2 separate regions of the Oncorhynchus mykiss genome follow, and region 1 is linked to region 2. The links are chromatin contacts, called in public Hi-C maps. All regions are on one chromosome and are shown on one strand. Each heading gives the region's core, a stretch centred on a gene start, on an enhancer-like site or on the middle of the called end of the contact. The rest is flanking DNA. Distances are from core to core; before and after follow the strand shown. Region 1 holds the start of exoc5 (exocyst complex component 5). Region 2 holds the start of cipca (CLOCK-interacting pacemaker a).

Region 1 (3,436 bases), core at 914-3,413, 130 kb before region 2:
ACTGAGATGCAGTGCCTTAGACAGCTGCACAGTTTACCAAGCTACCATTTACTTCACACTGAAGTTAAGCTACCCTTAAGAAGAATATAGTTTACTTAACTTTTTTTTCTAAGTAACTTTAGTTAACTTCTTCCAAACTACTTTGTGAAAAAAATAACATTAAATCTGAAATGTCATATACAACAAATTGCAAGAACAGATCCCTATAGTCAGATGTTAACAAAATGTATGATTTAGCCTATTTAACACAAAGTTAGAATTAGGCACACAGCGTGTTTCAAGTGAGAATTAGCTAGGTTTGATGCCAAAAAATAAAGGAAATTCTTTCCCTCACCCATCTTTTCTTTTTGCAAAAACGTAGCGTGCAGTTACAGTAGTTAGCTACACCAAAACATGGCAAAAAAAAGTAATTAACTACCAAGATTTGAATTTAGTTCAACCACCACCAAGCTATTGCAAAATGTCATTAAATGAACAATGTAGCTAGTTCACTACTCCCCAACACTGATATCTAGGGGCGTAACATTGGCTAGGTAACAAGCTACATAGCCAATGCTACTGTAAACCAGTAACTTAGGCAATAACATAAGACCTAGAGCAGGGGTGGGCAAACGTTTTGGCTCGAGGAACACATCGGGATTTTGAAATTCAACGGAGGGATGCAATCAATTTGCGGAGCCCTCCCGAGTGGCGCAGCGGTTGAAGGCGTCACTACAGACCCGGGTTCAATCCCACTGGGAGACCCATAAGGCGGCGCACAATTGGCCCAGCATCATCCGGGTTAGGAGAAGGTTTGACAGGCCGAGATTTCCTTGTCTAGCGACTCCTGTGGCGGGCTGGGCCAAATCCCTATGGGAGTTGCAGCGATGGGACAAGACTGTACCTACCAATTGGATACCATGAAATTGGGGATAAAAAATGTTTACAAAAAATAAATAATATATAATAAAATGTAATACGTCTTGCGGGCCAGATTGAAGTGCCCAGTGGGATGGATACACTTTGCCCCCCAAGCTAGAGGTAACTTTGGTAACAATCACAAATCGTTAAGGTAGAGCTGGGGGGTATACTACAAATCAGGTTCAATGAGTTAACCAGCTAACTTGTCTAAATGCTCTAAAATAACTTGAAATGGGCTCAGCATTTTAAAACATGAGTTTAGCTTTCTTAATTAACCAACAAAAATCGGTTATTTCTGGTTGTTTATCAAGTTAGCTGGCTAACTCACTGAACCTACTTTGTAGTATAACCCTCTAGTCAACTTACATACTGATTGACAAATGATCACATCGTCAACATCTGCCTGGGTAAACACTACAGTAACTAGCTTTGTTAGCTAGCTGTCAGTGCAAAATAGCTAGCAAATGGTAACGTAGCTAGCTAATGGACAGCAGGGCAACTTCCTAACCAGCAGATCTGATCCGCTTGCTTACAGCTGCGCTAGGCCTGGGTTCGGATAGGATTCCTGTGTTGGTTAAGACACCACGGAGCCGGCGCGAGATATGGCTCGGAAAACTTACCTCAATCCTGGGAAATGCGTTGTACTCCCGAATTTTTTCGGTATAACAGTTGGGATGTTGGGACAATTCGGAGTACACCGCATTTCTCATCCCTGTTTTGAAGTACGTTTTCCGAGCCTTACCTCGCGCTGGCTCAGTGGTGTCTTAACATACAGAGGAAGCCTATCCGACCCTAGTGCAGCTGTAAGCAAGCGGGTCGGATCTGCTGGCAAGGCAACTTCCTAGCTGAGGCACAATTTCCAATCCTTATAGCTATATCTGGCTAGCTAGTTAGCCTAAATTAAGACATTTCACATTTCAACTAACGCTACTCATCTAACGTTTAAACAGGGGGTTGGCTAGCTCATACTTATCCTCCTAGCTAGCTATTAAGCTACCACTAAAGTTAGCAGTCAGCTAGGCCATACAGTTTATTTTACCTCAAATAGTTGAGGAGTCGTTGCCATGTTCTACTTATATCTGCAATGTACAAATTGCAGTTTAGGCAAACTAACATTCGGGTATGACAGCCGACTGATTGATCAACTGGATTTATGTTTTGCCCTTTGTTGATACGTTTAATAGCTCTACTTCCGGGTCGTCACTAGTTTCCATAGCCTTAGGCCGTATTCGAGAGCGTCAAAACCGTGGTGTATCATGGGTTAATTGTGACTGACTGACTAATCGATCAATAATATTGAGCAGTTATTTAGGATGCAAGGGAATTTGTAAATCAGTCAGTCTCGACTCGCATTTAAAGTCGGCTGCAATGTCGAGCGTGTCCAATATTATGACTAAACCCCGCATACAATTTATCTTATCAAAATCTGATTTTAAACCTAACCTTAACCACACTGCAAAACTTATGCCTAACCTTAAATTAATACCAAAATGTAGAATTAAAAAAAAAAATCATGTTTGACTTTGTGGCTGTGGTAACTAGTGACACCCCGGAAGGTACACTGCGTAAACACACATGCGCAAAAGTATCCTGATTGGTTCAGGCTGTCACATGATTGTAAAAATAGGAAGTTAATTTTGCAACGAAAACAGAACAGAATATCGATGAAAACTCAGTCGTGCAAGTTTAAAATGAGGCAAAATGTTATGTCCCCCTTTGTTGGACTACTTTAAGATTTCCCTTATAGATCTATCCCAGAAGAAACGTGGTTATCATATGTATGCATAGCCTGTCAATCACAGGCATTTTGTTCTGGACAAAATGAGTGTGAGGGCATTGTGGATTATATCTTACGAGAGGGGAGAGTCTGTAGCAGTGCGCTTTTCCAGGTTTGTAATGTTTTTCCTTCCATTGTTTGTGTAAAATGTAATGTCATCGTGTGTGTGTGTATATCTGTCTGTCTGTGTGTGTGTGTGTGTGTGTGTGTGTGTGTGTGTGTGTGTGTGTGCGTGTGTTTTAATTCACACCTGTCCCGTATTGCTGTTTTGGCTATGTGCATAGTTGGTAAAAGTGTTGGCTTCTCACACAGGCGATACCCAACTGTGGAGCAGCGTGCTAAGTGTATGGCCGGCTCATTGTATGTGTCTGTCCCAGAGGATGGCACTGTGCTCCAGCTCCTACTCACTGAGCTGGGCCTCTCTGACTCTGACAAACCCTACATGGCTCTACGAGATGACTGTCTCCACCAGCAGCGCTCACCAGCCTTGGAGCTCCATGTAGAAGGCCCCAGTGGAGGGGTACTTTGGCCAATGTTGGTCATCTCCCAGGGGCCTCTGATCCTGGCCTGTCTGGCCGTGGTGGATGCCCCCGCTGATCCCCGGCCTCCTCTGGCAAGCTTGTTCTCTGTCTCCCAGGGCCTCACACTGTTGGCGGGCCTGCAGGCTTTCCTCTGTGGGTCTGGGAGTAAGCCTGACAGAGAGGGGCTGACATCTCGCCTGGCCATGATGCCCTCTATCCTCCTGCAGATCTGCCCCCT
Region 2 (3,615 bases), core at 269-2,768:
GTACAGTTATGTCCATCATAATTTTTTCATAGGACAAGGTGTTGGTGTACTTTTATTTAATTAAATATAAATATCATAAAATAACCACAAAATCAATATACATGTAGGCTATGCAATATACTGTAACATACACATTGTATTTTTCATCTTAATGTTTAAAAAAAAATCAGACAACAAGTCACTGCCCATGTAACATAATAGTCAATAACTCCAAAGCAAGTTGACCTACAAGTAGACCTTACAAGTAGACCTACACTGCAAGTAGACCTACACTGCAAGTAGACCTATACCCCAGTATCAATTTAAGGAGCTGCGTTAGAAAGAGCTGAGTTAAACCAACTTAAGCTATGAACAATCATGGAACTTGAACTGACTGGTTGCTGTGAAATGGCTAATTGGACCATATAAACTCTGTTAACATTTTAACTTGGTGATCAAGACCCTCAGACTAGGTGTGTTCCTTGTTTCTCTATTTCATTTATAGGCCTATAACCCTAGCCCTTAATGAATCACTAACCATCTGAATTCTTTAGCAATACAAGACCATCGCTTACTGAGAGGTCGACACGTCTGGTTAGCAGATATCACTGAATTTGTTCAGGAAATGTGTCATTCTACTGCTTATTAGGGCTGCTACTGCTGTCATTTCTGTTTCATGACTTACGGCGTTATTGTGTTTTTTTCCAGACTACGTTGTGTTTCTGATTCTTTCACAGCTGAACCAAATATTAAAATGAGTTGCTGCTCTTAGAGTTTCAATGTTCTCTATTCCCCTCTGTCATACACTCACCTCAAGTCATTTTACAATCTACACACTAATCGAGTACACTATCACATTGCCCTCCACCTGTGGTGGGTCTGTTTTTAACATGACTTTCATATTGGCATTTTTGTGTATTATCTGTTGAATAAAGCAGTGGGTTGATGTACAGAACCATGAATTACATTTCACGCTTAAGAGTAGAGAATTGTTTTATCATTTGTGCTTGTTGTGTATTTATTAGACAGTGTCCTTTAATATGACTAAGAACAAATTTGTTCTGGAGAAGTGTATGCCTATTTTATCTAAAAAATAAAATAGAATCTGTGATGTTGTAATCAAATATGATAAAGGATATGCCCAAATATCTGAGTGAGTATTATATATTGTAAATAGATATAGATATATTATATCTGTGAAGAGTGTGCAACAGTTAATAAAGAAATATATCATTGTCTTATGTGGCTCAAATATACTTTTGTGAGAAACCATTTGTTGAGAGGGTGGTGTGTGTACGTGCGTGTGAGTGAGAAAGATATATGTTGATCACAGTTCAATCTGTTTTGGATTATACCTAACAGTATACAGGATAATAATGGCACAGACAGTTACATATTATATTACACATCGCACATATGATGTTAATGTTGGTTCTGATCAAGCCATATCACGTGGGTCACGTTTGCTAAATACATCGCTCTGGTCGCAATGCCAATGTTGTACACCAATAGGAACGCTTGAAAAAAATAGAGGGAGTGACGTCTCCACAGTTTCCTTAGCAACGCCTGCTGCCCAGTTATACGGCAAAGGCTAGTGTTGAAATCCGTTTTAAATTGAAAAGTTTTGGTCTTTCATCGAAGCGAAAGCAATGCGAACTATTTTAGTTTAATAGTTGTGAATGTGAACACGTCTACGTTGTCGAATTTTCAAGAGGACTCAACACTTAAAGTAGGTACAAAACGATATATTTGATTTTGTGATCTCGTGATTGCATTGTTGGCAGTGCTCCGCCACTTTCAAAGTCCGATGTAGCCTACACAGCACCGTGTTTTGACTGAGCAGAGCCGGACAACAACAATCTCGGTTCAACCAGTCCAGACATGGCGGGCGAAGGGGCGCAGCGTAAACGACAAGCTAGCAAACACAGCTGGCTAATGCAGTTAGCTGTGTAGCTAACTTTAGAGATTGATATCCACCTCATTTTCGAACGCTTTTAAAAAACGGAAGCCAAACGGGGAGACTATGGATACAACTTCCCCCTGCGCTCGCGCTCTTCATGTGCGTGCCACTAGAAATCCCCGAATTAGCTGTGTCTGTTAGCAGAGGGACAAACTATTTTTATAGACGGACAGCTATTCCGAGAGAGCTCTACAACACCATGGCTGTAGTAAATTCTAAAGGGACTTCAGGTTACGAAAAAAAAGTACGGGAACTGTACAAATATCTGAACACTATGAGGTGGATATGAACACATACTACTCAATTACATGCTCGCTTACACATACGGACTTACACATACACTTGATCTCGCTCTCTTCTCTCACTCATGTCTTTCTCACTATTTTTTCTCCCTCTATTGTCGAGAACTGTTCTATAATTCAATATGTTTGTTTGTCTATGTATTTGTCTACATGTTTATATGTTTACAACAAGCAAAGAGAAGATATCAGAATAGGGGCATTGGGGAATAATAACATATTGTACGGGATACATATGTACTAGGGATGCGCGATATATTGGTGAACATATCAGAATCGGCCGATATTAGCTAAAAATGCCAACATGGGTATCAGCCGATTTCTAGTTGTTAAACTAGACCGATGTTAGAAATCAATGTCAAAGCTACTATGTATATCTTATATAAAGTAGGTACATGACATAATAACGCCACATTCCTAACCTAGCCCACACAATGTCTGCTGTGTGGATCGAGCAGTCAACATTTTGAGGAGTCATTTGAAAGAGTAAGAACATTTCAGCGAGACAACTCAAAGGCAAAATCCATTAAAGCCAAGATAATGGAATTCATTGCCCTTGACAATCAACCTTTCTCTGTCGTTGGGGATGTTGGCTTTCGTCACCGGTACACACTACCAAGTGTGCTATTGTTCAGATGTTGCCCTACCAGAGTTGCACAGTAATAGCGTCACTGCTGTTATCTTCACGACATACTATGGAACGCCGTTTGGGTCTTTGCGTGTCAAAAAAAGATAGTGTCACTGTCAAAGCTGTACAAAAAAACAAACACAGACCACGAACAATGTTTTTACAATACTGTGTTCATAATAAAGCATAATTTGTTCAATCGCAACTACTAGGGCAGCTAGTGTTAGCTTGGTACCTAGCTAGCACCAATACAACCAGCCTGAAAATAATAACCAGTAGGAACTGCAGTCATTTTCACTATTCTTAGCAATGATTAGGAATCCTTGTAAGTAAGTATTAACTTGTTGTTCGCCTATTAAAATTGAACTTCAGTTCATGAAAGTAAATAGCTAACCAGCTAATTAACCCTGTTGCCCAAAGATAGCTTCATCTGGCTAGGGAGGCTCAACTGAATGGGGTTATGAAGCTAGCCATAATAAGGATTACGCACAATAGTGGAATTTGCAGTTTGCCTTCAAAATAAAAGTATGCCATTGACAGTGATGCAAATGAATACATAGTAGAATTATGCTGTACTTTTATTTTGAAGGATAACCGCAAAGTCCACTATTGTGGCTTATCCTTATTGTGGCTAGCTTCACATAGATGGGTCCGAGCACCATTAATCAAATAAGAACTCTCTTATAAATTAGGGTTATTTTAGATGACGACACCTTGGCTAGCTAACTATATAGCTCCTGAAACAGATT

Evidence for each region. Hi-C and Micro-C count contacts between places; a contact is called where the count stands out from the background.
Region 1: a Hi-C map of liver shows a contact between it and region 2, with 4 times the contacts expected there. The contact joins the promoter of exoc5 here to the promoter of cipca in region 2. A contact is called at or near these places in 2 of 3 Hi-C or Micro-C datasets (blood and liver).

What each region holds. Positions count from the first base shown.
Region 1 is chr25:20,854,365-20,857,800 of USDA_OmykA_1.1, reverse strand. It overlaps exoc5 (exocyst complex component 5), which reads right to left and starts at 2,163. Exons shown (of 18, transcript XM_021584891.2): 1 at 1,940-2,163. The coding sequence starts at 1,966. ap5m1 (AP-5 complex subunit mu-1) reads left to right here and starts at 2,461. Exons shown (of 8, transcript XM_021584892.2): 1 at 2,461-2,789; 2 at 2,990-3,436. The coding sequence starts at 2,722.
Region 2 is chr25:20,724,207-20,727,821 of USDA_OmykA_1.1, reverse strand. cipca (CLOCK-interacting pacemaker a) reads left to right here and starts at 1,518. Exons shown (of 4, transcript XM_036962433.1): 1 at 1,518-1,712. It overlaps pgfb (placenta growth factor), which reads left to right. Exons shown (of 7, transcript XM_021584900.2): 7 at 1-1,209.